Linked DNA regions of Mus musculus: regions 1, 2, 4, 5 and 6 are each linked to region 3. A link is a contact called in public HiChIP or PLAC-seq and promoter capture Hi-C data. All regions are on one chromosome and are shown on one strand. The core of a region is the stretch at or near the end of the contact, and the rest is flanking DNA. Distances in the headings are between cores, read along the strand shown. Region 1 holds the start of Fam107b (family with sequence similarity 107, member B). Region 2 holds the start of Upf2 (UPF2 regulator of nonsense transcripts homolog (yeast)). Region 3 holds the start of Sephs1 (selenophosphate synthetase 1). Region 4 overlaps Fam107b (family with sequence similarity 107, member B). Region 5 has its middle 8.2 kb from the start of Gm36031. Region 6 holds the start of Sec61a2 (Sec61, alpha subunit 2 (S. cerevisiae)).

Evidence for each region. Promoter capture Hi-C pulls out the DNA fragments that hold promoters and counts their contacts. HiChIP or PLAC-seq counts read pairs in DNA pulled down with a chosen protein or histone mark. Capture Hi-C pulls out chosen DNA fragments and counts their contacts.
Region 1: a contact with region 3 is called in an H3K27ac HiChIP or PLAC-seq map of the NIH/3T3 cell line, with 8 times the contacts expected there. The contact joins the promoter of Fam107b here to the promoter of Sephs1 in region 3. A contact is called at or near these places in 3 of 39 promoter capture datasets (cranial neural crest, hippocampal neurons and liver), 4 of 115 datasets of contacts at active chromatin or transcription factors (the NIH/3T3 cell line, T-cell acute lymphoblastic leukemia, astrocytes and 1 more) and 2 of 9 other capture datasets (adipose tissue and liver).
Region 2: a promoter capture Hi-C map of liver shows a contact between it and region 3, with 3 times the contacts expected there. The contact joins the promoter of Upf2 here to the promoter of Sephs1 in region 3. A contact is called at or near these places in 3 of 39 promoter capture datasets (hippocampal neurons, liver and pre-B cells), 3 of 484 Hi-C or Micro-C datasets (CD4 T cells and embryonic stem cells), 3 of 115 datasets of contacts at active chromatin or transcription factors (astrocytes, large pre-B cells and pro-B cells) and 3 of 9 other capture datasets (adipose tissue, liver and pancreatic islet).
Region 4: a contact with region 3 is called in an H3K4me3 HiChIP or PLAC-seq map of embryonic forebrain, with 3 times the contacts expected there. The contact joins the enhancer-like site here to the promoter of Sephs1 in region 3. A contact is called at or near these places in 1 of 39 promoter capture datasets (liver), 1 of 484 Hi-C or Micro-C datasets (bone marrow-derived macrophages), 3 of 115 datasets of contacts at active chromatin or transcription factors (astrocytes, embryonic forebrain and large pre-B cells) and 1 of 9 other capture datasets (liver).
Region 5: a promoter capture Hi-C map of liver shows a contact between it and region 3, with 5 times the contacts expected there. The contact joins the enhancer-like site here to the promoter of Sephs1 in region 3. A contact is called at or near these places in 3 of 39 promoter capture datasets (hippocampal neurons and liver), 5 of 484 Hi-C or Micro-C datasets (the AML12 cell line, the Ba/F3 cell line, the G1E-ER4 cell line and 2 more) and 2 of 115 datasets of contacts at active chromatin or transcription factors (embryonic forebrain and large pre-B cells).
Region 6: a promoter capture Hi-C map of erythroid cells shows a contact between it and region 3, with 9 times the contacts expected there. The contact joins the promoter of Sec61a2 here to the promoter of Sephs1 in region 3. A contact is called at or near these places in 2 of 39 promoter capture datasets (erythroid cells and pre-B cells), 3 of 115 datasets of contacts at active chromatin or transcription factors (astrocytes and embryonic stem cells) and 4 of 9 other capture datasets (adipose tissue, embryonic stem cells, liver and 1 more).

What each region holds. Positions count from the first base shown.
Region 1 is chr2:3,710,862-3,715,074 of GRCm38.p6, forward strand. Fam107b (family with sequence similarity 107, member B) reads left to right here and starts at 2,597. Exons shown (of 4, transcript NM_025626.4): 1 at 2,597-2,775.
Region 2 is chr2:5,949,196-5,953,711 of GRCm38.p6, forward strand. It overlaps Upf2 (UPF2 regulator of nonsense transcripts homolog (yeast)), which reads left to right and starts at 2,274. Exons shown (of 22, transcript NM_001081132.1): 1 at 2,274-2,358.
Region 3 is chr2:4,879,029-4,883,117 of GRCm38.p6, forward strand. Sephs1 (selenophosphate synthetase 1) reads left to right here and starts at 2,536. Exons shown (of 9, transcript NM_175400.6): 1 at 2,536-2,832.
Region 4 is chr2:3,736,512-3,741,175 of GRCm38.p6, forward strand. The region is part of intron 1 of Fam107b (family with sequence similarity 107, member B); the gene reads left to right. Among named protein-coding and RNA genes, the nearest start is that of Fam107b, 25 kb to the left of the region's middle. Within about 2 kb of position 3,145, at least 62 of the 459 cell types and tissues checked have an H3K27ac peak or open chromatin away from gene starts, as enhancers often do. A contact at or near this core is called in embryonic forebrain, where this site is marked.
Region 5 is chr2:3,797,574-3,801,805 of GRCm38.p6, forward strand. No RefSeq gene overlaps it. Among named protein-coding and RNA genes, the nearest start is that of Gm36031, 8.2 kb to the right of the region's middle. Within about 2 kb of position 2,393, at least 59 of the 459 cell types and tissues checked have an H3K27ac peak or open chromatin away from gene starts, as enhancers often do. A contact at or near this core is called in liver and neural progenitor cells, where this site is marked.
Region 6 is chr2:5,893,754-5,897,860 of GRCm38.p6, forward strand. Sec61a2 (Sec61, alpha subunit 2 (S. cerevisiae)) reads right to left here and starts at 1,679. Exons shown (of 12, transcript NM_021305.4): 1 at 1,504-1,679. The coding sequence starts at 1,510. It overlaps Gm13267 (predicted gene 13267), which reads left to right and starts at 1,711. Exons shown (of 3, transcript NR_166420.1): 1 at 1,711-2,021. It also overlaps a transcript of Dhtkd1 not described here.

The DNA.
Region 1 (4,213 bases), core at 1,347-3,846, 1.2 Mb before region 3:
ATGTGTCAAAAATGAATACATTCTTCCTGAAATTGCTCCTTCCAGGTATCCTGCTTCAGCAACAGGGAGAGTCACTAATAATAAACTTATGATCCCATTTACTGAAATTACTTCTATCTAGGGACTATTGGCAAACTGCTCCATTGGGATAGGGGTAGTCAGGATTTCAATTTGTATATCAAGGAGAGAATACAATCTAGGCCCTAGCACTTCTTATATGGCACATGCTAAATTAAGCCCAAGGATGTATAGATAAGCTTATATGTCAGGCGCAAAATGCTCTCAGGGAGTGCATATTAACAGTGATGTGATAATTACAATGCTGTGCTCAGGTCAGATGGGAAGAATGAACCCATTCAGTTAGAGCAGGTCAGGGAAGGCTTTTCAGAGGAGCCTTAGACTCAGCGAGACTTTTGGATGCTGGGAGTGGTTAGAAGTATTCCAGGCAGAGGCAGAATCCCACTGTCAGTGGTCACAGAGCAGCAGCACAGTGGCTGAGCAGAGCCCCAGGTGCTTAGGGGTGTAGGAAGAGCATGGGACCATGGTCAAGGTGGTTTCAGGGAAGGGTACTTTCCTTTGGAGGACTGCACTAAGCAGCTTGAACTTCACCTTGTAGCAGGAATTGGGAACCTGTTACACATTAGACATTGGATCTATAATGCTCCTAAGAGGTTCATGCTTTCAGTGTGTGTTCTAAGCCAGTGGTGGTGCTTGGGGGGCTACGGTATTTTCAGGGTGTAGATTGCTAGCAGTGGGCTTTTGAAAATGATAACTGGCAGCTTATTCTACTCTTATTCTTGTCTGCTTCTGGACACTCATTTGTAAAGTCACCATTGGATACACCAGCCACCGGGAAGGACACAAGCTTGTGAAACTGTGAGCCCAAGTAAACCCTCCTTCCCCTGTTTCTATCAGGTGTTTTGTCAAAATGGCAGGAAAAATAGCTAAAACAATAGATATTGTAGCAGCAGCAGCAGCAGCACCTGCTGCAGCAACAGCAGTGGTGGATCAGTTTTGATTTAAAAGTTCACCCAGAAAGCAGCTGGGACCCTGACACAATGGTGGCTAGGACCAGTTAGAACACCATTACCATACTGTGGTCACAGAGCCCAGAGGCAAGTGTGGTGGGCACTACCGGAGATGGGGAGGGGATAGCTGCTCATCCTATTCAGAACTTAGGAGTTGATGTCAGTGTGGGTAGGGGTAGGAGTCTAGGCAGGATCCCTCTGCTTGGAGACTAGGGAGCCATCAGGGGGAGAGGAAACTCCATGCATGGGGGTGAATGGCAGAAGACTGCGAGTGAAGCACAGCAGAGAGCCCCTGGGACTGGGAAGGCTCTGAGGAAATTATTGTTGGCTTACCTCTATGAGAAAGCGGCAAAGGAATATTGCAAAGTTATCACTATTACGTGCTGTATTTTAGACTAATGTGAAGTAATGTGAATCCTGGGGTGAGTGTGTCTATTGCTCCTGGATTGGGAGGATGCCCAGGAGCTGGCTAAGAGGACTCTGTAAGACTGAAACATTTGGAATAGGTAATTTGCTCATTGAAATCCACTGACAGCATTTTTCCCCCTGTGCAAATATGACCTAAGCTCTTTGAGTCAGAAAAGTTTCCTAATAAATAAATCCTTAGTCATCTGTTGCCAAGAAAATGAAAAGGCTTTGGTATGGAATCCATCAACCTGCTGGCCTTGTTCTCACCCTGAGACAGGGCCTGCTTTTGAACTCGTGATTCATGTAAATGGCTGAACTCGTGATTCATGTAAATGGCACCCTTGGAATTTTGGGTAGGGCAGGGAAACAATTCAGGAGAGCTAGAGAATGAAATTAGATTTTTTTTTTTTAAAGATCAGATCAGTCCTTCCTTGATCTAAATTCTCCATCTGCCCTTTGGTGAGGGTGGAGAGGAAAGCCCAGGTCAGTGGGTTCTGAGCCTTCAGTTGACTGTGACTTTATGTAATTATAACAAACTCCTTTTTTGATTTTCTTCCAAAAAAAATATTTGGCAGGGTTTCAACAGACCGAAGAGAAAGGGGTGGGGGAGAACAAAAAGGAGAGAGAACACAGAGATACAATAAGAGATACACAGTAACATAGAGACATAGACACACAGTAAGAGAGCTACAGATACATAAAGACATAAGACACAGAGAGACAGAAAGGACAAACAGAAAGAGAAACAGAGAGAGCAAGAGAAGGACAAACAGAGAGACAGAGCATGAGAGGGACAGACAGAGAGAAACACATATACAAAGGAGAGACAGAAAGATGAGAAATAAACTCAAAAGCAGATGCATAATGAATTTTAAATTGTGGGCCCCGTGAACTTGCAGCTGACACCTTCCATTAGACAGGTGACAACTTTTCCTTCCACCTTCCTGGTCCTTTCCTGGGCACCCAAGCAAAGGAAAGTAAACCCGCACAACAGAGGCCCCTGCCACATGACCAAGGATCCAGAGCTCTCATCTGAGTCCACTAGGGCAAAGCAAGGCTGAAAGCTCGGGGGGCGTGGTCGGCCGTTCGGGGGCGTGGCCTAGGAGTTGGGCGTGACTTAGTGATGACTCAGCGGCCCCGCCCCGTCCCCGGCCCGCCCCGCCACTTAATTCTGACGCGCGAGGCCGCCGGGTGCGAGAGCCGCCCCGAGCCGGACGGGCTTCTTACTCCGGCGTTGCAACCGCCGTCGGAACCGCCCTCTCGCCACCTCGGTGGCTAAGGTGCCGGGTACCAACGCCAGCAGCGGAGCGCGCCAGGGAGCAGCGCGCCTTTGTGCGAGGTAGGCTGGCCCCACACTTACTTCTCACACAAAGACGAGGGGCTTGCAAGGCGGCCGCCCGCCGGGAGAAAGCGACGGGTGTCTGACCCCGGCCTGGGGGACCCTGTCGTTGGCCTGCAGGGCGGGCTGGGGTATGCGGTCCCTCGGGCGTAGGCGAGCAGCGGGGAGCCTGGTGGCCCTGCGCTGCTTGGGGAGGTCTAGGGTGCAGGGCCCGGGCGGCGGCCCGGATCGAGGGGCGCCGGGGCGGAGGGGCCCCCTGGAGAGGGGGGAATCCAGGCTGCTGCTTGGTTGGTTCATTGTTGCATCCTCGGCCCTGCAGACCCAGACCTTAAGACCCAGGCTGCAGTGGCTGCGCGCCCCGGGCCAGATGCCCGCCTTGCCTGTCCCGGCAGCAGGACAGGGTCAGCGTCCCGAAGCCGGCTCCTACCCGGCAGACAAAGGCGGGGTCGTGCTGCTTTGAAAGGTGGTAGTGACACTGTTTCCTGTCTGCAAGTAACTTTTCTATGTTGGACTCTGCTGTGCCTCTTGGAGTCCGGTCAAGCCAGGGGGTTTGGGTGATGTCAGCGCAGAAGTCCCCACATTTTTGGGGGACTCAGTGATTGCCTCCTGAAACATTTCTGGATGACTGGGAGGTAATCTGGTGTATAAGAGCCAAGTTTTGACATGTGTGCTGGAAGTGAAGCGTCCCCAGCTCTCTTTGAAATGTAGAGAGTTCCTGTTGAGAGGATGAAGTGCACACACCAGCCATCCCAATCCCTTCTCAGATTTTTGTCCAGGACTGCTAAGTGAGGTTACTTAGTCAGAATGGGGGGTGATACTGGAGGCGCCAACAGGGGAACAGAAGGAGCCCTGTTTGGCTTGACTTTCTGAATTTGAGCCTCCCTGCTAACAGGTACACTTTCTCTAGGCATGCTACCTCACTAGCATTTGGACATGTTAAAGTTGCTCTAAATCCTGTCAGAGATGCCTGTCTAGGGACGGTTCCTTAGTGTTTGGAGTTTCAGGCTTTACAACTTTGAATTAATAATCATATATATTTGTGATAAATTAAAAACCAGAAGATAGGTCACTCATGTGGCCACCACCCACACATACCCTGAGGATGAAGGTGTATTTGCTTTATAGGTGGCAGGGAAGTTTGTGTGTGTGTGTGTGTGTATGTGTGTGTGTGAGAGAGAGAGAGAGAGAGAGAGAGAGAGTCTAAATGAACACATTGTTAATTCCTAACCTTTATACTTGTCTAAAGCATGACATTTAATAATGATAACTTTGCAATGTTCCTTTTACTGCTTTCACAGAGGATTATACTAACAACTTGTTTTGGAATATATTTTCTCAGAGCTTTGCCAGTAACTATTTATTCAGAAGGGAGAGGCGGGAAGATGAAGGGAAAGTAATGTGCTTTGCACTTCACTGGAGATAACACAAAAGACTTTAT
Region 2 (4,516 bases), core at 1,024-3,523, 1.1 Mb after region 3:
TGTTCCCTGTGATGACAAGAGTTCCTAAGAACACCTGGGGTGTTCTTAGACAGGGGTTGACTTGTTTAGGATGAGAACTTGTTCATCAATACAGGGATAGATCTCTTTTTTCTTCCTTTTTTAAAAGTTAAAAGAAAACTGTGTGGGTGTGTGTATGTATACATGTGCACTGCAGACACCAGTAGAGGGTACCAGAGCGCCTGGGTCTAGAGTTATACAGTTGGTTGGTTGTGAGCTACCATGTGGGTGCTAGGAACTGAACCCAGCTATCTGCAACAGCAGCAGGTAATTTTAACTCTTGGGCCGTCTCTCCAGCCCCCAGTTTTTCTCAGTTTTTAAGTGGGGTCCTGAGTTAGAGCCCAGGGCTTCATGCAAGATAAGGCAATGCTGTAAACTACATTCTAGATCCAGGAAATAAATACTTTCTTGTTCTGAGATAGGATTTTGCTGTGTGCTAGGATGGCCTCTAATTTGTAGCAATCCTCTTGTGCTGAATTACAGATGTGAACCACCACACCACCAGATCTGGAGCAGGGTAAGACAGACAAAATAAGAAAAGGAGACCTGCGACTTGGAAGTGGTCCTCAGTTGTGTGTTATAGAAAAAGCTTCTCGGGCTGTAGAGATGGCTCAGTGGTTAAGAGCACTGACTGCTCTTCCAGAGGTCCTGAGTTCAAATCCCAGCAACCACATGGTGGCTCACAACCATCCGTAATGAGATCTGACACCCTCTTCTGGTGCATCTGAAGACAGCTACAGTGTACTTAGGTATAATAATAAATAAATATTAAAAAATAAAAAAAGCCGGGCGTGGTGGCGCACGCCTTTAATCCCAGTACTCCGGAGGCAGAGGCAGGCGGATTTCTGAGTTTGAGGCCAGCCTGGTCTACAAAGTGAGTTCCAGGATAGCCAGGGCTACACAGAGAAACTCTGTCTCGAAAAACAAAAAACAAAAAGCTTCTCATAATTACTTATCAATGGCATAGAGTGGCAGCATTCACCTCTCCCTCCTTCGGTGCCCTTTACGTGATTGACCTATTGGTTGTTTTGAACAAGAAAAAATTAACCCAGGAGGTGCACAATTTGAAAGAGAATTTACTTGCTAATAATGAAGTGGGCAGGGAGAAAGCAAATGGGCAAAGGCTGAATAAAAAGGGGGCAAAGACATCTCAAGCACTAAGGTTGGTAGCAGATCATTGTACGGGCTTGAACACTGATGAATCCAGACTTGTTTTGCACCTTTGTTCCTTTGGCTATGGGCCAACCAGAGCAGAACCATATGTACATCTAAGCAGACCACAATCTGAACACGAATCGGAGGTCAGAAGCACATTATATCCACTTGGGAAAACAGGTTGAGCAGCTGATAATGCACTTCACAGTCAATTTGGTTCAAGTTCGTAACCCCATCCCTTTAAAAACGGGGCGATTTCATTCCACTGTGAAAGTTATAATACTTACAATAGAGGGCTTTCTATATTTTCCAAATGGGAAAAGCCTTGATTGCTCTCTATTTTAGCTGTTTTTCATGTCCAACACCTTAAACCGGTTCTGGAAATTCCCCCACCAGTCTACTCTACCTCTACCTTCCTCAACAGCCATGTTCTTTAGCTTTTCGATTTTTTAAACCTTCAACCTTTCGGTATTAGTCCAATCAAAGTTTGCCTTCTTGAACCCGTTCCTCACGTTCGCATCAGGCAACCTTCGGAGAACTAAGTTACCAACCTTGACCTCGACAGCGCCCCGTAATTCTACTATCCCACCACTCTTCTATGCCTCCTTAGAGTTCCGCCCCGTCTCATTCTCGCTCCCCCCACCCCCGCCCCCAGCCGTGAATCGCTTGCGCCTGCGCATCTCCAATTCAGGCGCTTTCCCTTTCCTGACGACCAATCCACTTCCCGCCTCCGGTCCTTGGAACACTCCTCCCCTCTGCTGGGGCCCTGATTGGAGGTGCTGGAAGCGGTTGTCCTATTCATTGCCTGTACATAAAAATTTACAGATAGGAGAATTTCAACGAATATCTGAAGGAGAAGCACATCCTCGAGATTAGGTATAGATTGATCACTTCTTAACCCAGACGAGGGATTGAACACATAGCGAGGGACCGGAGACGAAGGTCCATTTGGACTAGGCAGTCGTGCGGGCAGCCTTTTCCTTTTCCCTCTGCGCTCCGCCCCGCCCCCCTAGCAGCCCGGCCGCGTTGGTGAGTGGCGGGCGGGCGGGCCGACGGGCGGAGGGAGGAGGGGAGCGGAGGGAAGGCGGGCCCTCGTCTGCGAGAGCGGCGGGGGGAGGGGAGGGGAGCCCGAGCGCTGGAGTTGGTGCTGGGAAACCCGGGGCTAATGTTGACAACAGGCACTAGGTGAGTTCCGGGGATCCTCCTTCCCCCTCCACTCCGACGATAGGGACGAGCTGGTGCGGAGGGCTACCGGTCCGGACTCCTGCTCCCCGAGGGACCCGAGAGGCGACTCCGCACTCCAGCTCTCCGGGGGCGGCGAGCAGTGGAGGGACGAGCGGATCGGACGTCGTCCTCCTCAGACCCCTCTCCCGGAGGCTCCGGTCAATGTGGGGGGGATGTCTCGGCCCGGCCGAGGCCGGCGTGAGGGGCGATAGAAGAGGTGTCTGCCCCGCATGCCTGGGCCCAGCGTCGGGGCTGGAGGCGGAGGAGCCTGCCGTGGAGGGGGAAGGTGTTCGGGGGCGTGGAAGAGTGCGAGGAGAGGCTTGGGGCGAGCTCGGCGGTCCGGAGGGAAGCGTGGACGAGGGAGCGGGGAAGATGTGGAGTAGGCAGTCGAGCTGGAGAGGCTGCAGTCTGAGGGAGTGTGGGATGAGAAGTTAGGCTTGGGGCTTAGATGTCCCCACGGAATAGGAGTTGTGGACGGGAAGTGTGTCAATGGTGGGACCCTGAGACCCAGCGGGGGTTTGTGGGAGATTTGTGGGTGATGCGTGTGCAGGGGAAGAGGCTTGGAGCGGACCTGCGGATGGGGGGCAACGGGGCTGTTCGGGTTTACTTCCTTTTAATCAGGTAGGATGGTTGACTGTTCGACTCGAACTCAAGGCTTTCATTACTTCCCTTACAAGCAAGTACTGTTGAACTAAAGAGAAGCCTAGCAGAGGCTGCTTACAGGTTTGGGGGTACGCATGGAAGCGAATAGCCTTGCTCTTAGAAAACCTTAAATGTACCGATTGACACATTAGATGAAAATAAGACTGTTACTGACCCTTCTCATTTGTCATAGTTTTTAGGGGTTCATAAAAGTCGTACAGATCGTCAGGAAAGCCACTTTTGAGCTGTGGTGAAATCTCTGAAAAAATTTGAATAAGTCTCGTACATATATAAGGATTTTGTAAAAGAATAAACTCAGAAACCGGAAGATATCTCTGTGCTGTTCTACCTTTAGAACATTTTGAGTTCAAAACACAGACTTGAAAGGTAAACCAGCATTCTCTTACTCTGTAGTGTTTTCAGAGCAGTCTGATTGTGATTTCATACATAGACCATATGGTACTTAGCAAACTTATAGCTGTATTAGGGGACACCTCCGTTCTCTGTCCTCTCTCCAGGACACTGCATTAGAGTCTGTCTTACTAGTAAAACAGTTTTTACTTTCTTTTGGAAGTTTAGAATGTACTTAGAAAGGCAACTAAAATAATACAGACCAAGTGCCGGGAGCGGTATTTTGGGAGCTAGAAAGGTGGTTTTCAATCATACTTTCCTTTTAAGGGCTGTCTGAGTACTTAGCAGAGTAGTTTGTAAAAGTTGATTCTATTTCAATTTCAAGACCACTAATTTTTATATTCACTTCTTTAATATAATATTACATGGGAAATTTGGAGACACTCTAGGTGAATTATTTAGCTGTTATTAAATAAGAATCTAGTGCTTTTATTAGATTTAATTTATTGAATTTAAATTGACAGATTACAAGTGTATTGTCATTGGATTTGTGTTTCTTTTCTCTTCTCTTCTCTTCTCTTCTCTTCTCTTCTCTTCTCTTCTTTCTTTCTTTGTTTTTTGAGACAGGGTTTCTCTGTCTAGCCCTGGCTGTCCTGGAACTCACTCTGTAGACCAGGCTGGCCTCGAACTCAGAAATCCGCCTGCCTCTGCCTCCCAAGTGCCGGGATTAAAGGCATGCGCTACCACTGCCCAGTTTTGTGTTTGTTTGCTAGTGTACTTGGTTTACACAGTCCTGTGAGTGTGAACATAGTGGAAACGAGCCCTGGGTAGCTACGGAAGCACTTGGGTAGTGTTGGGCAGCTTGTATTGTCTAACACTCAGCGTAACCCTGAAGCTTGGAGGGTAGAGCCCCATAGTCTGTTTAATCCTAAAGATCACTCATCTAGTAATGGCCTTTTCAGCGTCAGGCCTGAAAGAGAGCTGTCATTTAGTGTCTTTCTTTCTTTCTTTTTTTCCTTTTGTTTTGTTTTTCGAGACAGGGTTTCTCTGTGTAGTCCTGGCTGTCCTGGAACTCACTCTGTACACCAGGCTGGCCTCGAACTCAGAAATCCTCCTGTCTCTGCCT
Region 3 (4,089 bases), core at 1,286-3,785:
TTTCTAATAAGCCTCAGCATGGTAGTACAAGTCAGAGAAACTCCGTCTCAGATGGGATCACTGGAACCTAGGGATGTTAGGGAGGTGTTTCCCAGGAATGGGGTTCTGAGGCCCTTTCAGGTGAGCTCTCTGGAATTACAAACTGGCAGAATGGCTGACTAGAGGGAGTTCCATAGCAAAGCAATACAGGTAATTAAAAAAAAAAAAAAGCCATCGTGAGCACAGTAAGATGGTCCACTGGGTAGCTAGCCTCAAGTCTAGTGCCTCCCAGTAAATCAAGGCATCTGTGTCTCCAAGACTCTGCAGTCAACACTGCTGAGAGTTTTGGAGTCGGAGTGTAGAGCTCAGTGGTAGAACTTTTGGCTAGCGTGTGAGGCCCTGGGTTCCACACAGAACTTGAGAGAGGCAGAGGCTTGCTTCAGTGCTGCTGGAGACCTCCGGCGGTGTATGGGGGAGGAGAGGGTAGACCTGGAGGTGCCTGTTACCTTATAGGGAGGGAAGAAAGCCTTGCTCACATTTCCATGGATACAGTGCTCTGTCCAAGATCTCCCTCTGGGTTAATCCTACCTCTCTCCGGGGCTTAGGGTACCATGCGGATGACACACAGATTTGCATCTCAAAATTCCAAACTGCTTTCCCAGTTACCTGGAGTACTCAGCAGGCACAGAACTTAGCATCTTGAAGGTTGAAGTTATTGCAAAACTTGTTAGCTTCCCAGCAGTTCCAGTATCAGAAGTGTCAATCACTGGTCATTCAGTCCCCAAAATTAAAACTGGGGGACCTGGCCGGGCAGTGGTGGTGCACGCCTTTAATCCCAGCACTCGGGAGGCAGAGGCAGGCGGATTTCTGAGTTCGAGGCCTGCCTGGTCTACAGAGTGAGTTCCAGGACAGCCAGGGCTACACAGAGAAACCCTGTCTCTAAAAACCAAACAACAACAACAACAACAACAACAAAAAAAAAAAAAAAAAAAAAAAAACCCTGGGGGATCTGATACTTACCCCTCTCTTCAGTGCACATTAAATCACACCAAACCCTTCCCTTCTGCTGCTCCCCAATGCTTCCAGTTCAAGTACACATGCAGGCTTAGTACAGCTTCATTAAAACAATAACCCCTAACCCAGGGTATTATTCCTCCATCACCACTGAGAAAGAGCATCCTTCAACATTAACAAAGAGCTAAGTCTCCTTGGAGGGACACACAAATCTAGACATGGGGTCCTGCTGTGTCATCCACTTTTTTTTTTTCTCATTGTGAAATCTTTTGAAAAAAAAAATCACTTTTTTTTTTAACTAAGTGAGGAACAAAAAAAAGTTACATTGTTTAAAATGCAAAATCAAATTTAAAAGGCAGAACCGGACAAATGTAACTGTATAACCCTTTCCCTCTGGCTTTGGAGTCCTGGTGTGGTATCTGGTGAGGCTGTGTTTGTGTCTTCTGACCATTCAGAAGAAACTCCACGTTCATCAACGATAAATCGATGTCCGAAGTCTGATGCTAAGGAGCCCAGGTGCTACTGTATTCTCCCAAATGTATTGTGGAGAAAAGACACAAAGGCAGGAGATGCCTGTGTCCATCTCGCCACACTTTGCACCCTAGATCCCACTCCTAAGAAACAGGCAAATGGCAATTTCAGGAATGAAAAGGACATCTGCGGGGTGTACGAACCTAAAGACAGCCAAAAGATACAACAGTTCTGCTTCTAAATAATCGGGAAAATGCGAACCTATTCCTAACCAAGTTTGCTCTGCTCAGCTTTCCAGAGAAGTCCTTCGAAGGGACACGCTCTGCACCAGCAATGCAGTACGAAGTCGGAAATCTGAAGTTACTTCAAGTGAAACCGCATTACCAATGTCAATTCAAGCACACAGGATTAGTCTGCCATGTTTACTTGGACATGAGAAGAACAAATGGTATAACCCGGACAACATAAACTCTCCCTCCCCAAAATGCAGATCAAAGATTCAAGAAACTTCACAGAGCATTTGCATATTTCACTGGGACTCCAAAGAAATGCGGAGCTACGCTCAAACAATAGAATGAAGAAAAGATGGGAGTCACTGAGAATGGAGCGCGGGGTTAAGTTGGGTTTTCAAATGTCTCACTGGGGGCGACCTTGGCTCCTACACTCTGCACATTGTTCCCATGGGCACAGTCTCACTGCAGCAGAGATTCGGGAGCAGGTATTGCATCCCGTGGGTGATGCGGGGATCGCACCCAGCCAGGTTGTGCAAAAAACAAAAACACTCTGTTCCCTTCTCGCGGGACAGAGATGCGAAAGTAGGTGGCCCCCATCACTCAAGGTTGCTGCCAGTGCTGCTCGCAACTTTTGAAATCAATCTACCCCCCCCCCTTTTTTTTCCTTTCTTTTTTCTTTTGCATCATGCAACGGATGCCACCGTTCCTGGGGTTTGCAACCCCCCACCCCCTCCCCCGAGACCAATCATTGCCGCGCTCGGGCCTCTGCACAGCGCCCCCGCCCCCTTCCCGGGCCGCACGCAGCCACCACCGCCGCTGCCACCGCCACCAGCAACCCGGAGGCGCTCCGGCCACCGGCCCGCCGCCTTAAAGGGAGGTGGCCGCTCTTAAAGGGACCCTCACGCGCCCGGCCGGCGGGAGCGCGGCGGCCCGGTTCCCGGAGGGCCGCGCCCAGCCTAGGCCGAGCTCCACGCGGCGTCCGAGCGCCCGGCGGTGCCGCCGCCACCGGGAGCAGCATTTTTTTTTTTTTTTTTTTTAAATTCAGGCGACGCTTAAGGGAGCCCAGCGCGCCCGGTGCATTGTGGGAGCGCCGCGGCCCGTTTTCGGGAGGAGGCGGAGGGCGCAAAGCGAGCCGGTAAGCGGCGGGCCTGGCGAGGGGGGGCGAGGCAGCAGGCTTAAAGGGGAATAGCGGGCCGCAGGCCCGGCGCGGCCGTTGCAAATCCCCCTCCGGGCCGCCCGGGACCGCCGGGGAGCCGTGCACCGGGGCCCTTCGCGCGCCCTGCCTGGAGAGGGGGCCGAGCCCAGGCTTTGGTGGGGCCGCTTTAAAAAAGAAGCGCCGCCCGCGCCGCTGCCTCCTCCGCCGTCGCCGCCGCGGCACGCGGGGCCGGGGTTGGGAGGGAGGAGCGGAGGGGGAGGGCGGCGGCGGCCACGCAGGGGTTAATCTTTTCGCCCGCCGACATTTTTGTGTGGCGGCGCGGACGGCGAGCCCGCGCGCGCGCGCGCTCTGCCTTAGCCGCCCAGTGTCCTGGCGCCGAGCCGCGGGCCTCCCCGCCCCCACTCGGCCCTCGGGTCCCTCCGGTCCCCGCCGGCGACGGTCTCCGCGGCAGCGGCGACGCGGGGCCTGCGGTGCAGCATGGCCCTGCCGGTGGCCTGCCCGCGGCAGCCGCGCGGCGCGGTACAAAGAACGCGGCCCGCGCCCGCCGTGCCTTTAAAGGCGGCAGCCTGAGACTTAAGGTGTCCCCTGAGTGGCATCCTCCGCGCCCGGCCCCATGGAGGGCGCGGGGTCCCGGCGCGCACGCCGCGGCGCCCGGGCCTGTGAGCACGCGCGGGGCCTGGGGGCTGGCGGGGAGGTAGGTGTGCTGCCCCACCGCACCCCGCTGCCCGAGCCCGCCTCCCGCGGGAGCGAAGGGGTTAAACGCGGGCTTTAAATATTCATGTCATTGTTTTAAAGGTGTAAACATGTGGCTTCCAGGTCGGACGCACTCCCTCTACCCAAAGCACACCCCAAATTCCATCCTTTTCAAATAGCTGGAGTTTCCTTTGAGGCCAAACCGTGTGACTTAGGTCTCCTTGCACTTGGGAGTTTTTTAACTGCTGAGTTTTCTTGATGTAAGGCGTTTTTAAACTTTCCTAACCAGAAAGTGTAGGGAAAATAAGGTAAAAGAAAGGTGCTCTTCGGAGTCTCTCTCCTGCCTTTTGGTTGAGGCCGTGAGGATTGGAGGTAGGAAAATAGATTCTTTATAAAGGGAAGTCTTCCCGTTTTGTACCAGGTAGAGGTGAGGCAGGCATTTTTTGCAAAATGAATGTGATTTTCCAAACCTTTCTTCGAAGGTGAATTTTAATTCGCACTCTTTCCAAACTGTTAAATGGCTTCAGAATGCCCATTTCGGAA
Region 4 (4,664 bases), core at 1,895-4,394, 1.1 Mb before region 3:
ATTTCATTTTGTAACAGGAATTCCCAAAATGACTTTTTTCTTCTACAAGAAAGTATAGTTCGTAGCTTTCTTGCCTTCTGAATGGCTTCCTGAATGGAAAATAAGTCCTGCGGGCTGCTGTGGTTTATTTTATAAACAGGGCTAGAAAGCGAACAGCCTGGCAAGCTCCTCATCTCTCAGCAACTCTGAGACGGGTTCCGCGCCCCAGTGAAGACTTGTCATATTTATAAACCATTATTATTTCAGAATCATCAAAGGAAATGTGTAGCGATGGCAGGGAAGCAGCTTGCTTATTCTGGAATTTTCTTCACTGTATTTTTAACATTGAAGAAATTACTAGGAAAGCTTTGGCAAAGTGAAGACAGATGCGCAAAGATGAGACTGAGTTCGTGGACTGCGTTAAACTCCTGAGTGGGGCAGTATCTGTATGACATGGGACAAGCCGGTTACCCTCTGGAGTGTCTTGAGGGAAGCTGGGGGGGATGCTTCACATTAACAAAAGCTTTAGATTTAGAAATGGAGACTTTATCATTTTACTCTGTGACTGCTCCTTACTTTATTCAATTTTAGCATAGATGTCAGCTTTAGGACTATCCAGTTGGGAAGAATTTTGACTAGGAGCCATTCTTAAATGAGTGTACCTCTTTCAAAAAAAAATGGTTTTAATTAACTGTACTTCCTGACCTGCTGTGGTCACAGAAATCTTAACTGTCCAAAGATGTTTAGGAGACAAAGTGGCTCATTTTCTTCCGGAGTGTTATGTGAATAGAAGGCTGTGGATTACCAGTATACATTTTCTTTTCTTGAAAAGCAAGTTCCTTTTTACCCAGCAGGGTCAGTGTGGATGTGTGCTTTGATAAGCACAGGTTATAGCCCGAGTTTAAAGGACTCTATATCTGGGTTCAAGCAGAAATCATGCCGCTGCCATACTGTGAGCTGAAGGGCAAACACAGTAGGCAGCATACATTTCGGAAAGAAAATACTTTCTAAAAAGTTATATAGTTTTAAACATTTGATTTTTTATTTATGTTTATATGTGCATGTGTCTGTGTGAGTATTTGTCATGTGTGGTGCCCCTGGAGCCACAAGAGGATGCCATATCTTCCAGAGTTATAGATGGTTGTGAGCCTCCCGCCACCCCCAGTATGGCTGCTAGGAGCAGAGCTGGGGTCCTCTTCTTCTCCTCCATCCCTGGCTACCACTGTTCTGTCTTCTTTATAAATGTGACCACATGAAGGGCTTTGCATTAGTGCAGTGGTACAATATTTGTTTTTCATCTTACTGCACCGAGTCTGTTGTTCTGAAGTTTCGTCCAGGTCATAGCACGGGTCAGATGTTTTCTTTTTCTGGGTGAATGATTTCCCATTGTATGCAGATAGCTCATTTTGCTTGTCCATTTACCTGGAGCTGGATATTTTTGCAAGGTGTGTTAGCAATCTACTTTAAGACACAAATGCAGGAGAAAATGGGTGACATAACCACTAGTATATTATGACACATAGATGTGGGTCTGGGTTAGGACCTGTTGTTTTCGAGGGGGGTTGGGAATGGATCTTGCTGCCTTTGCCTCCTGTGCACTGGGATTACAGGTACATGCCAGCACTCATGGCTGGAGTCCCGGGGTAAAATGCTTCCTTACCATCAGGGATTGACTGGGAAGTGTGCATCTGTGTGACCTGCTCCTGTGGCTGCTGTTTGCCTGGTGTCTCAGGTGCCACACAACAATTTTTTTCTGAGTTTTTATGCTTTGTAGTGAGGCTTAGTACAGGGTGATATAAACACCCAATATAGAAAATCTAGAAGCTCTGGCTCCTACCTCGTTCTATGAAAGAAGCTGTGTTCCATGAAAGAGGCTGTGTCCAATTCTTTATTGATTCTTTTGGATAATTTACTTTTATGAACAGCTTACGGCAAAGGCCAACAAAATCTGTTTTCATGAAAGGCCACCAGGAAGCTGCATTGTGAGTATAGGATGTCATATTTCCTTTCCTGCTGTGCACAGATGGGGTGCAGAGTAATGTAGACTAGTCTGATCTCTGGGATAAAATGGATCTGGACGCAGACTTCCTGCTACCGGCTGGTTGTGACCAGATATGCACAAATTAGAAAGCAATTTCTTTTCTTCTTGCAGAATTTAAAGGACCATAGGTGACTTGTGTTAAAAGTAAAGATACATTGGGGAAATATATGATGTAATATTATTAAAGTATCACATAATCTATTTCTTTTGTTTCATGTAAATTTACGGATATAGTTACATACGGCTTTTCCTGTGGGTTTAATAAGTGATTTATTTGTGGTCCTTATGTTTTTCCTTCTATCTCCCGTGTTGGTCAGTTTTGAATCACTATATCACAGTCTGTTAATTTGATTTACTGCAAAGAGTAAGGCCTTTGTCGTCATGCCAACTACTATCCCCCGAGCGCACGCACGCACGCACGCACGCACACACACATCTCCTACCAACCCAACACTAGTCTGTGGGTTCTCCTCAGAATGGGCAGATAGCAAAAGCAACAAAAACCATGGCTTGCTTTTGAGATACTGAGTAAGTTTTATGTACCATGCGTTTATAACAAGTGGTTCATTCTTACAGAGTCAGTCAGGAGTACTTACATTAGGATGCCTAAGGAAATTTTACCCAGCCATTTGTTATATACCAGATAAAAGACTTTTGGGGGAAGGGTTATAATTCAATTGTGTGGGTTGGCAGGGGAGTTGAGTGAATGTGATTGAATTCTGTTCTCAGTGAACTGGGTTTTTAAATTTTGTTTTGTTTTTCTACTTTATTATTATTTTTAACAAGCACACTGAAACTGAAATTTGCTAGCCATGTCTTGCAGGTTTTGTAACACCTTTCACATTGGCAGCTGTGCAGTGCGTGCTGTGTGGAGGAGGCTGACGTACAGAAGGAGGCACAGATCATTGGCGCAGTTGCTCTTTAAAACCCCACATGTCCAGTGATAAACTTGGGAGGAATAGGAGAGAATCACACAGGAGCCAGGCAGCATTGTTTGCAGTTTCTAGGGTCTCTAATGGAACTCTGAATCCCACAGTGCACTGTGAGAGCGAGCAGCATCCTTGGGCATGCGTGGTGACTGTCCTAGTGTTGGGTTGGTAGGAGATATAGCTCAAGTCTAGTCTTCTCCTTGTGATTGGATCCACAGGAAGATCTACATTTTTAAGTGAGCTGTGATGTCATGAGCACACCATAAGGCATGCATTTCTGATTTGCCCCGGAGCCTGTGCACTTTATAATGTCAGGGTGATATTGCAAGGCAGATCTGAAGAGCCTTCTGTAGTTGGGCAGAGTGTTTATAGGTAGTCAGGAGTGATTGATTCAGCATGTGCCAGATGGTGAAGCAGTGTGAATGTTGGCTGAGGGTGGCATCCATCCAGGACTGTGAGGAGGTCTGACTTTTAGCTACAAGGCGTATTGTCACAGAGTGAGGGAGCTGCTTCATCAAGAACAAATGTTTGCTTTTGTAACTAGGTTTCAATTAACTGACAATGAGGCTATTTACTTTCCAATAGAGATGAGGTTTGCGCATCTGACTGAACTTTTCTTGTAGTGATGGGGATGGTGCATGTATGCTCTGGGTCTCCAAGGATAGTAGCTGCTCTTGGCTTGGGGACAGTTTGGTTTGCTTCATTTGTTCTGGTCTTGTGTTGTAGAGTTTCTGCCTTCTGAGACCTGTATTTGTCGCTCTTCTTGGTTTCCAGTGGCAGAGTGTTCCTTCAAGGTGTCAGGTCCTTGTTCTGAGTGCCTTTCTACGTCACTGTCTTGGCTTGTCCTGTGTGCTCTTCTATTCTGTGTTCATGCTTTCTCTGTTCTTGCTCCATGCCCACTTCTGTTCCTGTCCTGTGGTCAGCCAGCTCTTACCCCACCTCTGTACGCTCTGCTTTTTGGCAGCCTGCAGCCTAGGAGAGAATACCGTGTCTCTCACACCTAGAGGCCTTTGGTCTGAAAACAGGAAATGGAGACCCTGCCCTGTAGTCAGTCTTCTGTCTCTGGCTCCCTAGAGGCTGACCTTAGCCATATGTCTTGTTAGCCCTGGTCCTCAGTCAGCATGAACTGGGGACAGAAGCCCCAGTTTGGTTGTGACTGGGGTGGCTCTGGTATAGTGAGTCTGTGACCTGAAGACTTACTTGCACAGGACATGTGACTTTCAGAACTCACATCAAGATGAGTGGGACACCCTTCTCTCTAGGATGCCGCTCCAGGGATCACTGCTCTAGGTCTTGTTAGTAACAACTGCTTCTGGTCCAAACTTCTGAGATCTCACTGTTGGATGGAATTTTCTGGGCTCCCTTTAGGAAGGGTGAGTCCAGGCTGTGCTGGACTCCCTCATAAGCCTCCTGCTGTCCTCTGCTGCTGCTCTCTCCCATGCGTTGGCTCTGCTGTATCGAATGCCCCCCAATGGACACCCTGGCATCCCTTCCATCCTCATCCTCACCACCTGCTCCTGTCCGTAGATGGCTGAGCCCAGCCAGAGAAAGTCACTCTGTAACTGAGAAATCCCCCCACCCCCCCCACTCCTCCACCCCCCCACCCCCCCATCCCCCATCCCCTCCCCACCCCCCCACCCCCCCACCCCCGCTTCGGAGGGCCTCAGGGCAGCCTGGAAATGGAACCCTTTCCTCCTTGGCCCACGCTCTGCACA
Region 5 (4,232 bases), core at 1,143-3,642, 1.1 Mb before region 3:
TCCAAGACCAGCTTATCTCTGGCTTGTCATCTCCAGATGTTGGATCAGGACAAGTCTCTCTCTCTCTCTCTCTCTCTCTCTCTCTCTGTCTCTCTCTGTCTCTGTCTCTCTGTCTCTCTGTCTCTCTCTGTCTCTCTCTCTCTCACTCTCTCTCTCTCCTGTGTGTCTATATGTATATGGATGTGTTTATGTGTGCACACATGCATATGTATGTATTCGCATGTGTAACAGGAGGCTCTGGTGTTTCCCATAAACAGTTTCAGATGGAGTTCATTTTGGGTGTTAGAATTTGGGGATGGAGAGTGAGTGCACAGTAGAATAAGCTTAGGAACTCTCTCTGGACTCAGAGAATCTTATATTAGTTTTACCACCTTTTTGCTTTTGTAATACTGGAGAATTCTCTGGCCTCAGTTTCCTCATCTATAAAATGGTCATAATGATTGTATTCTGCCGCAGACTAACCCCTTATTTGGGTCTCCTGTCTGCGTGGAACAGGTCTCTAGTTGCAGGTGAGCAAGGAGTCAGCAAATGACAAACAGAAGCGACACAAGAGAGTGTGTAGAATCTGAGTGTATTGTCACAAAGTGAACACCAGTCTTATATAATACAGAAAACAAAGGGGTAGGATGTCACGGCTGGCAAAGTACATTGAAGTTACCTGACATTGAAGTTACCTGGAATGACTCCAAAAGGACTTACAGGAACCAGGTAATATTTACAGTAAAGATAAAACAGCCCTGCCTAGGGTCAGCTAATGACAGCTAAGGATTTCACACCCTAGTCACACTTTGTGCTACTCCTTTGAGCCTTGTGAAAGCTAGCACCAGGGGTTTCTGCTCTAGCAGACCTTCTCATGATTAATGCAATACCACAAACCTCCTATTTCCTAGGCCTTGATAAATTCTTGTATGAGTGTAACTTGGCTGTTCTTTTAAGTATTTGTAGGGAATCTCCATTTGTCAGAAGAATTCACCAACTTTCTTCTAATATGAAATGTAGCCTGTTATACCTGGTTGTAGTGAAGATTCCAGTCTCAGTGGGATTCCCTACCTCTTACATGGTAAACCCACCTATTAGCTAGGTCATTGTGTATTCCCTTGTTTGGGTGAGACTGGCTACTGTCCTAAGTAATCACTCTGCAGACCAGCCCTGAGCTATTCTAGCTTCTTCTTTGTAATGCCTACTTTCAAATCTCTACTAGAAGTAAATTTGAATGTTACTGAATAGGTAACCTTTTCACTGAATTCCTACTGAATTCCAAGCTCGTTAGTTCGTTGGCTTCAAGGATTTTCTAGGACGTTGGAACACTGGTGGAGGCTTACCTATGTCAGAATTCAATCTTTAAAGGCACTTATAATAAGATAATACTGAAAGAGAGCACATGGATCCATACATCAGACTAACACGGGGATAGGGTATGAGTACACGGGTTATGAGAATGCCAAGGTTCCAGGAGGTTGAGTTTCCTTGAAACTCCCTGCCTCGTGAGTGCTCCCAGGCCTCTCGGCCTGCCAAGCAGACTTCACTGGGGTAGACGGAGCAGTGTTCGCCTCCCCGGGTTATGTGTGAGGTGGTTAATAAGCATAAGTAGTTACCATTCTCGTATTTATCTATGTTTTGTTTCTATGCTGTTCAAGCTAGGCAGGGCTCTGTCACCGGAATCCTATGCCATGAAGGACTGCAGAGCCCATGTCACCAACAGATTACAGATCCAGCAGTAACTTGTATGATCTTAAACTCAGATGTCTGTCTCCAGATTCCTCTTCTGAAAGTCTGTCCACATTGGCCTTAAGAACTTCAAGCACCATTTTGTGGGCTAACACTCCACTGTGCCCTCACTTAGAGAAAGCACACCGAAGCCATGGTTCAAGGCAGAGACATGCTGACCCCTCCTCATTTTGTGGGAGCAGTCAATCAGGACAGTCCTGTTGGCACAGGAAGGAAAGCTTTAAGGCCAGGTCAGAGCCAGGCCATGCCTTGCAAAGTCATTTGGGAAGCCAGAGGAACCTAGAACAAGAGGAGAATGTTTGAGGGGTGAATTCTGTCGGGGCTGGAAGTTGGTGTTTTTCATGAAAGTCCTGGCATGAGTAGTTGCTCAATAAATAGTTTCCTTTTTGGCAATATTGGAACTTGAACTTGTGCTTCTCACATGTTGGGTGAGAACTCCATGACTGAGTTCCAGCTCCATCCCTTCATTTCCTGTTAAACAATAGATGCTCAACCGAAGCCCAACCGGAAGTCTAGTGAATGTTGTTTTTCAGCAGTGCGCAGAGGACTGGGCCAGTCACACTGAAGGTGGAGGGTCAGGAAGCAAGGCACACACAGCAGGCAACTTGGTCCAGAAGGAGTCAGCGCAGGGGGTGAATGAGAGTAAGTAGCTTGTAGGAAGCGAGCTCTCCCAGGGACACAGCGCAGCGCAGCGTTAGGTCTCCCTCCCTGTGCCGGCTTTTGACATCAGGACTCAGCAGCTCTGAGTTTGATCCTTTAGCCTAGGACGCTCATACCTATCGTTATAAGTGATTGTGAATGAGGCTTAAATAAAGTAATAAAACCGACTCCTAGCTAGGACCTAGCCCATACAGACCCTCAGCGCAGGTGGTTGAACCTGTTTGCAATGGCCTTAAAATGATGCCGGATGCTGCCACCTACTGGGATCCAGTGGAACTTTTAAAATATTTTTTAGCTAGAATAATAATCCACGTGTGTTAGTTTGTTGGTGGTGTTATTATTTTCCTTACTGGTCTTCGTCTCCTCACCACCCCAGGCCCCTAGTTTTCTGCTCTTGTCTGGCTGAGGTATTTACTGAATGAATAGTAAGTGTTGTTTAAACCTGTCCGTGTGGTATCCAGTTTCTGCCTCCAGAAGAGTCCACTGTATGAATCTCAGGGCTGCTGTTTACTATGAGGCAGGGGACAGCGTCTGAGCTTCCTGACCTTCAGTTTTCCTGGCAGGCTATAAAATGGCCTCCATCTGTTTGGAAGAATGAGTTTTACTCATTCATTTACTCATTCATTCATCCAGCGAGTGAGCTTTTAGGAGGAAGGGGAGTGTCAGTCTGCAGAGGAAACAGATGGTGCATGGGGAGGGGCACCCCACACACCCATACCTTGCAGTGATTCACGGGAGACTGATTGCCCCCATCCGCTGTCTCTCTTCTTTTACTGTATGAGAGTCATTTCCTGAAACACAGATCTCCGCTTATGATGGCCTCACTTCAAATTTGTCACTACGTTGAAGGCCAGTCTGCCTATCATGGAAACTTTGGTCCTATTCAAACTGGTCTGCTCTACCAAGCTACTTCTGGGTTTCTGAAATGGTAGTAGACAACCTTTACCACAGGTTAGACATTGTGCTAAGTGTTTTATTGGATAATTGTTATAGCTTCCCAGGACATGAGCCTTATGCCTGTTATAATCGTGGAGCTATAACAATAACGTCAAGGGACATCTTCAAGGAGAAAGCGTGGCTTTGGTTCAGTTTCAGATGTCTCAGATTAGGGTTCCCAGCTCTATTCGATTCCCAGCTGGTGGGGTAGAACATTATGCCAACAGGAACCTGTGTGTCTTAGTTTGGGTCTTGTTGCTATGAAAAGACACTATGGCCAAGGCAAGTCTTATGAAAGCAAATATTTAATTGGGGTTGGCTTACAGTTTCAGAGGTTCAATCCATTATCATCATTGCAGGAAGCATGGCAGCATCCAAGTAGATGTGGTGCTGGAGACGGAGCTGAGAGTCTTGATTTGAAAGCAGTCAGGAGAGACTGTCTTCTGCATTGGGCAGAGCCTTAGCATAGGAGGAGTCCCCAAAGTCCATCCCCATAGTAATACACTTCTTCCTAAAAGTGCCACTTCCCATGGGCCAAGCATATTCAAACCACCACACTGTGCTAGAGACTACTTATCTCATGGTGGATGGGAAGCAGAGAGGGGACAAAGAACTGGGGACAAGTTAGAACCATCAGAGATACGCCCTCCGTGACCCACTTTCTCTAACTTGAATTGGTCTCCCATAGTTTCCACAGTCTCCATAAGGAGCCCTGCCAGCTGAGGGAGAAATCTTGAACATGTGGACTCCTGGGAGAACTGTTCATATGAAGACCATAACACTCTTAGTCAAACAGTTCAAATCCAGGTCTACCCAGCTGCAGAAGACATCCCCGAGCCTCTCTGCCACAACTGCCATATAGCTGTCTGCATCTGTAGCCTTCTCTACACAGCTGGCACTCTGGCCTT
Region 6 (4,107 bases), core at 429-2,928, 1.0 Mb after region 3:
ATCAAGGTACTTGCTTACACACAAGAATTGCTCAGAGAATGTCAACTACATTTCATTAAAAAGTACTCCTTTCCCAGGCTACTTCTGCAGTAAATGAAAGACAAACCAAGGTTTAGGGATAGACACTGCCTCCTACTCCGGCAGGACTCCAAAAAGGTAGAAGTAACTGATTTTGGTGATAATTTATAATTGTCATGTTTGTTATAGAAGTACATTTGGACTATTTAGAAAGTAAATCTAGGGCTGGTGAGATGGCTCAGCGGGTAAGAGCACCCGACTGCTCTTCCGAAGGTCAGGAGTTCAAATCCCAGCAACCACATGGTGGCTCACAACCATCCGTAACGAGATCTGACTCCCTCTTCTGGAGTGTCTGAAGACAGCTACAGTGTACTTACATATAATAAATAAATAAATCTTTAAAAAAAAAAAAAAAAAAAAAAAAGTAAATCTAAATTCTGAAAACATTTACCTGCAATTAAAAAAACAACAACTATGGGTCACAACACTGGGAAACTGTCTAGAATCGCCTCCCTTCCCCATCTCAGCCCAGGCTACTCTCCGAGATTTATTGCTAGTTTATGAATTACTGTACTGGCGTTCAGGATCAAAAAACGCTGTTGCGTGCCGCCATGTACTGCCTCTCCCCGTGTTGCACAATTCCATTTTTATTCACAATTCAAGGCCAAGGGTCTCTTATTTCCTTTCCAATTTTCCCCAAATGTCTACTGTTAGCCAATGGAGTGCATCGCAACGTTATCCCTTTATACACAAACATGTGAACTGCTAGGTAAAGTATCTGTGTGAAAATACATGAGGGTGAGTGATTGGGCAGGGCCCTGGAAGGATCTTATAATGCGAGGCCTCGTCCATACCTTGCGCACCAACTTACAGTTTTCAATGAACACTACAGAATGACTGGGAAGAATTAATCTAGGAAAATGCTGAGCTACTGATCACACGCCTTTCCTCCCCTAAAACGCATGCTACGAATCACATTTTTAAAAAAGGGAGACTTGGTGGGGGAGGTTATGGGGGACTTTTTGGGATAGCATTGGAAATGTAAATGAGGAAAATACCTAATAAAAAATATTTTTTTAAAAAAAGGGAGACTTATTCGTCGCAACACACCAAGGAAGCGTGATTCAAGAATAATAATTTAAAAATTAATGAGTTTCCTGAGATTCAGAAAAAGCCCAAGTGGTCCAAGCCGTGGAGTGTGCTAACTACCCCCCGCCCCCAGCCAATGGCCTCCCCGCGCCATCCTCGCTCCTCGCCTCCTAAGGGGAGCAAACCGGGACTTCTGAGTTCCCGTGACCCGCCGGGCAAGGCCTCGCTGACCCGAGGCGCCTTGGCGGGTCCCCAGCTCGCTCTGCCCGTGGCGACCCCAACGAGGCCTGCGCATCCCCCGCACCCAAGACCACCCCAAGGAGTAAGCGACTCCACTGCCCACAGCCCGAAAGGACCCGCGGCCTTCGAGGTTCGCGCTCCAGCCACCACACTCACTGCCCATGGCGGCGGCTCAGCACACCCGGCGGGCACCCGCGGCCTCGCAGCTGCCTCCGCTCCGTTCCTCACGACTCTGGCCTAGGCGGCGGAGGCTGGGGACACGCTCTGGCCGTCCCCGCACAAGCTCCGCCCACAGAGTCATGTGACATGCGCTCTAGGCTCCTCCCAGACCTAGCCTGGCCGTTGGCGGACGTCCACCGCGTTGCTATGGTCACCGTTGGCGCGGCGGCGGGGGCGGGACTGGATGGCAAGAGGCGGGGCGGCCTGCCGTGGTGGGCGGTTCTTAGTTGCTCTACTCCAGGACAAGGGTTTTCCTTTTCAAAGCTGTTTTCTAGATAAGGTTTCCTGGTCCAGGTACCCCAAGGCCTAGAGCTGAGCTACCTGAGCCAGACTTTTCTTTCCGCCCCATCTTAACTGTAACTTCTTAGACATTTGTGAAAACTGGTAATACACTGCAGACAATAGTACTTTCCAGTACTTCCCCATCTTCAAAATAGACATCAAGGCATCAAGAGGTATAAACTCTTTTATCTGTCTCTCTTTTTCAGAAAGAAACCTTTTTAGGCCGGGCGGTGGTGGCGCACGCCTTTAATCCCAGCACTCGGGAGGCAGAGGCAGGTGGATTTCTGAGTTCGAGGCCAGCCTGGTCTACAGAGTGAGTTCCAGGACAGCCAGGGATACACAGAGAAACCCTGTCTCGAACCCGCCCCCCCAAAAAAAACCCAGTAAAACTTCCAAGGTAATATAGGTAAATTAGAGAAGTTAATTTCAGACTATTTTTCCCAAATAGGAAATATATGGAAAACATAAGAAATTTGAGTAAAATGGTTCTTTCAAGGTGGTAATTTTTATTTTGCTAAGAATAATGTGATATATGGGGGGTGGGTATGGGGGACCTTTGGGATAGCATTGAAAATGTAAACAAGGAAAATACCTAATTAAAAAAAAAGAATAATGTGTCATTTTAAGCAAAATTCATTATTTTTAATATTTCAACTTACTAATTACATAACTGAAGCTCTAGTTCTCACTGAACATTAAACATGCATAATTATGGACAGCAGATAAGAAAAACTAACATTTTTAAGAGGAAAGAAAATACAGTAGTGTTTCATATGAAATAATTCAAATGTCCCTTTCTGCAACACAATTCAGAATGTGGCTGATATAAAGGTAGAAAGGCAGAAGACATTTTCATAGCTCTGTCAGGGAAAACTGTAACAAGAAATAATAAACTTGTGAGAGGCAGCATAGGAAGAAATTTAGAAAGAGCAAGACAAAAACATTTTTAAATATATTAAATTCCATCTTAGAGTTTTAATATCTTTTAATTTAAGAAACCAAAAGATAAGAGAATAAAGGTACATTATGGTTTTTTTAAACTTAAATATACACTATTATTCTTATTAAACTTGCCTTTGAAACTTTACAGATTTATATAAGTAGTAATGAAGTGACAAGATTCATAAGGCTCGGCAAAAGAAAGAAGGACTGAAGGATGCAGAAAGGAAAGGGAGGGAAAGGGTTAAAGAGATGGCACAATGATGGAGCCAGTAAGTACAAAGTACTGCAACTAATACCCAGCTGCAGACAGGAGGGGACATGTCGTAGAAAGAAAGAGGGCAAATACTAGAAAGATGCTAAATAACTGCAGCATTATTCTAAAATGCAAATAATAGTCTGGCATGGTGGTACACACCTTAAATCCCAGCACTCAGAAGGCAGAGACAGAGAGACCTCTGAGTTCAAGACCAGCCTGCTCTACACAGAGAGTTCTAGGCCAGCCAGAACTATCTCAAAAATCAAAATAAAAAAAGAAGTACATTATGAATCTATTACTATAGCCAGGACTGCCTACACATCAATGATGTAAAACATGGCGCATTGCTGGTAAAATTGGAAAGGCAATGGATGTATTCCAGCCCTTCCTATGTCCCCATAACCTTTTTAAAAAACTGTCGTAAAGTCAGAATGGTACACAGTAGATGCTCCTGAGAACCAACTCAAGGGACGTCACATAGCTACCATTTAGTTTGCGGCCAACACTAGATTCAACCTCTATGGAACCCCACGTACCTGGTTTGGGAATGTGGCTAAAACTTAATGAAATTTATAGCCCAAATATACATCATATTTGTACCTGCAGCTTTGAGAGACAAAAGTGATTAACCTGGCACTTAAATCCCTCTACCCAACACCAAAGTTAATTTAAAAATCAGAAAATATCATAGCAGCTGGGCAGTGGTAGCGCACGTCTTTAATCCCAGCACTCGGGAGGCAGAGGCAGGGGGATCTCTGAGTTCAAGGCCAGCCTGGTCTACAGAGTGAGTTCCAGGACAGCCAGCCAGGACTACATAGAGAAACCCTGTCTCGAAAAAAATCAAAAACAAACAAACAAAAAAGGAAATGTCATAGCAATATAATGGGGAAAGGGGAAATTAATAGAAAAAAAAAACCGAAGTCCACCTTAATACAGTTAATACCTCATAACTTAACATTTATTAGGGGCCAAGGCTGGAGCTCATTTGGTAGAGAGCTTGTCTACCATTCTTTTTTTGTTGTTGTTGTTTTTGGTTTTTCAAGACAGGGTTCCTCTATATA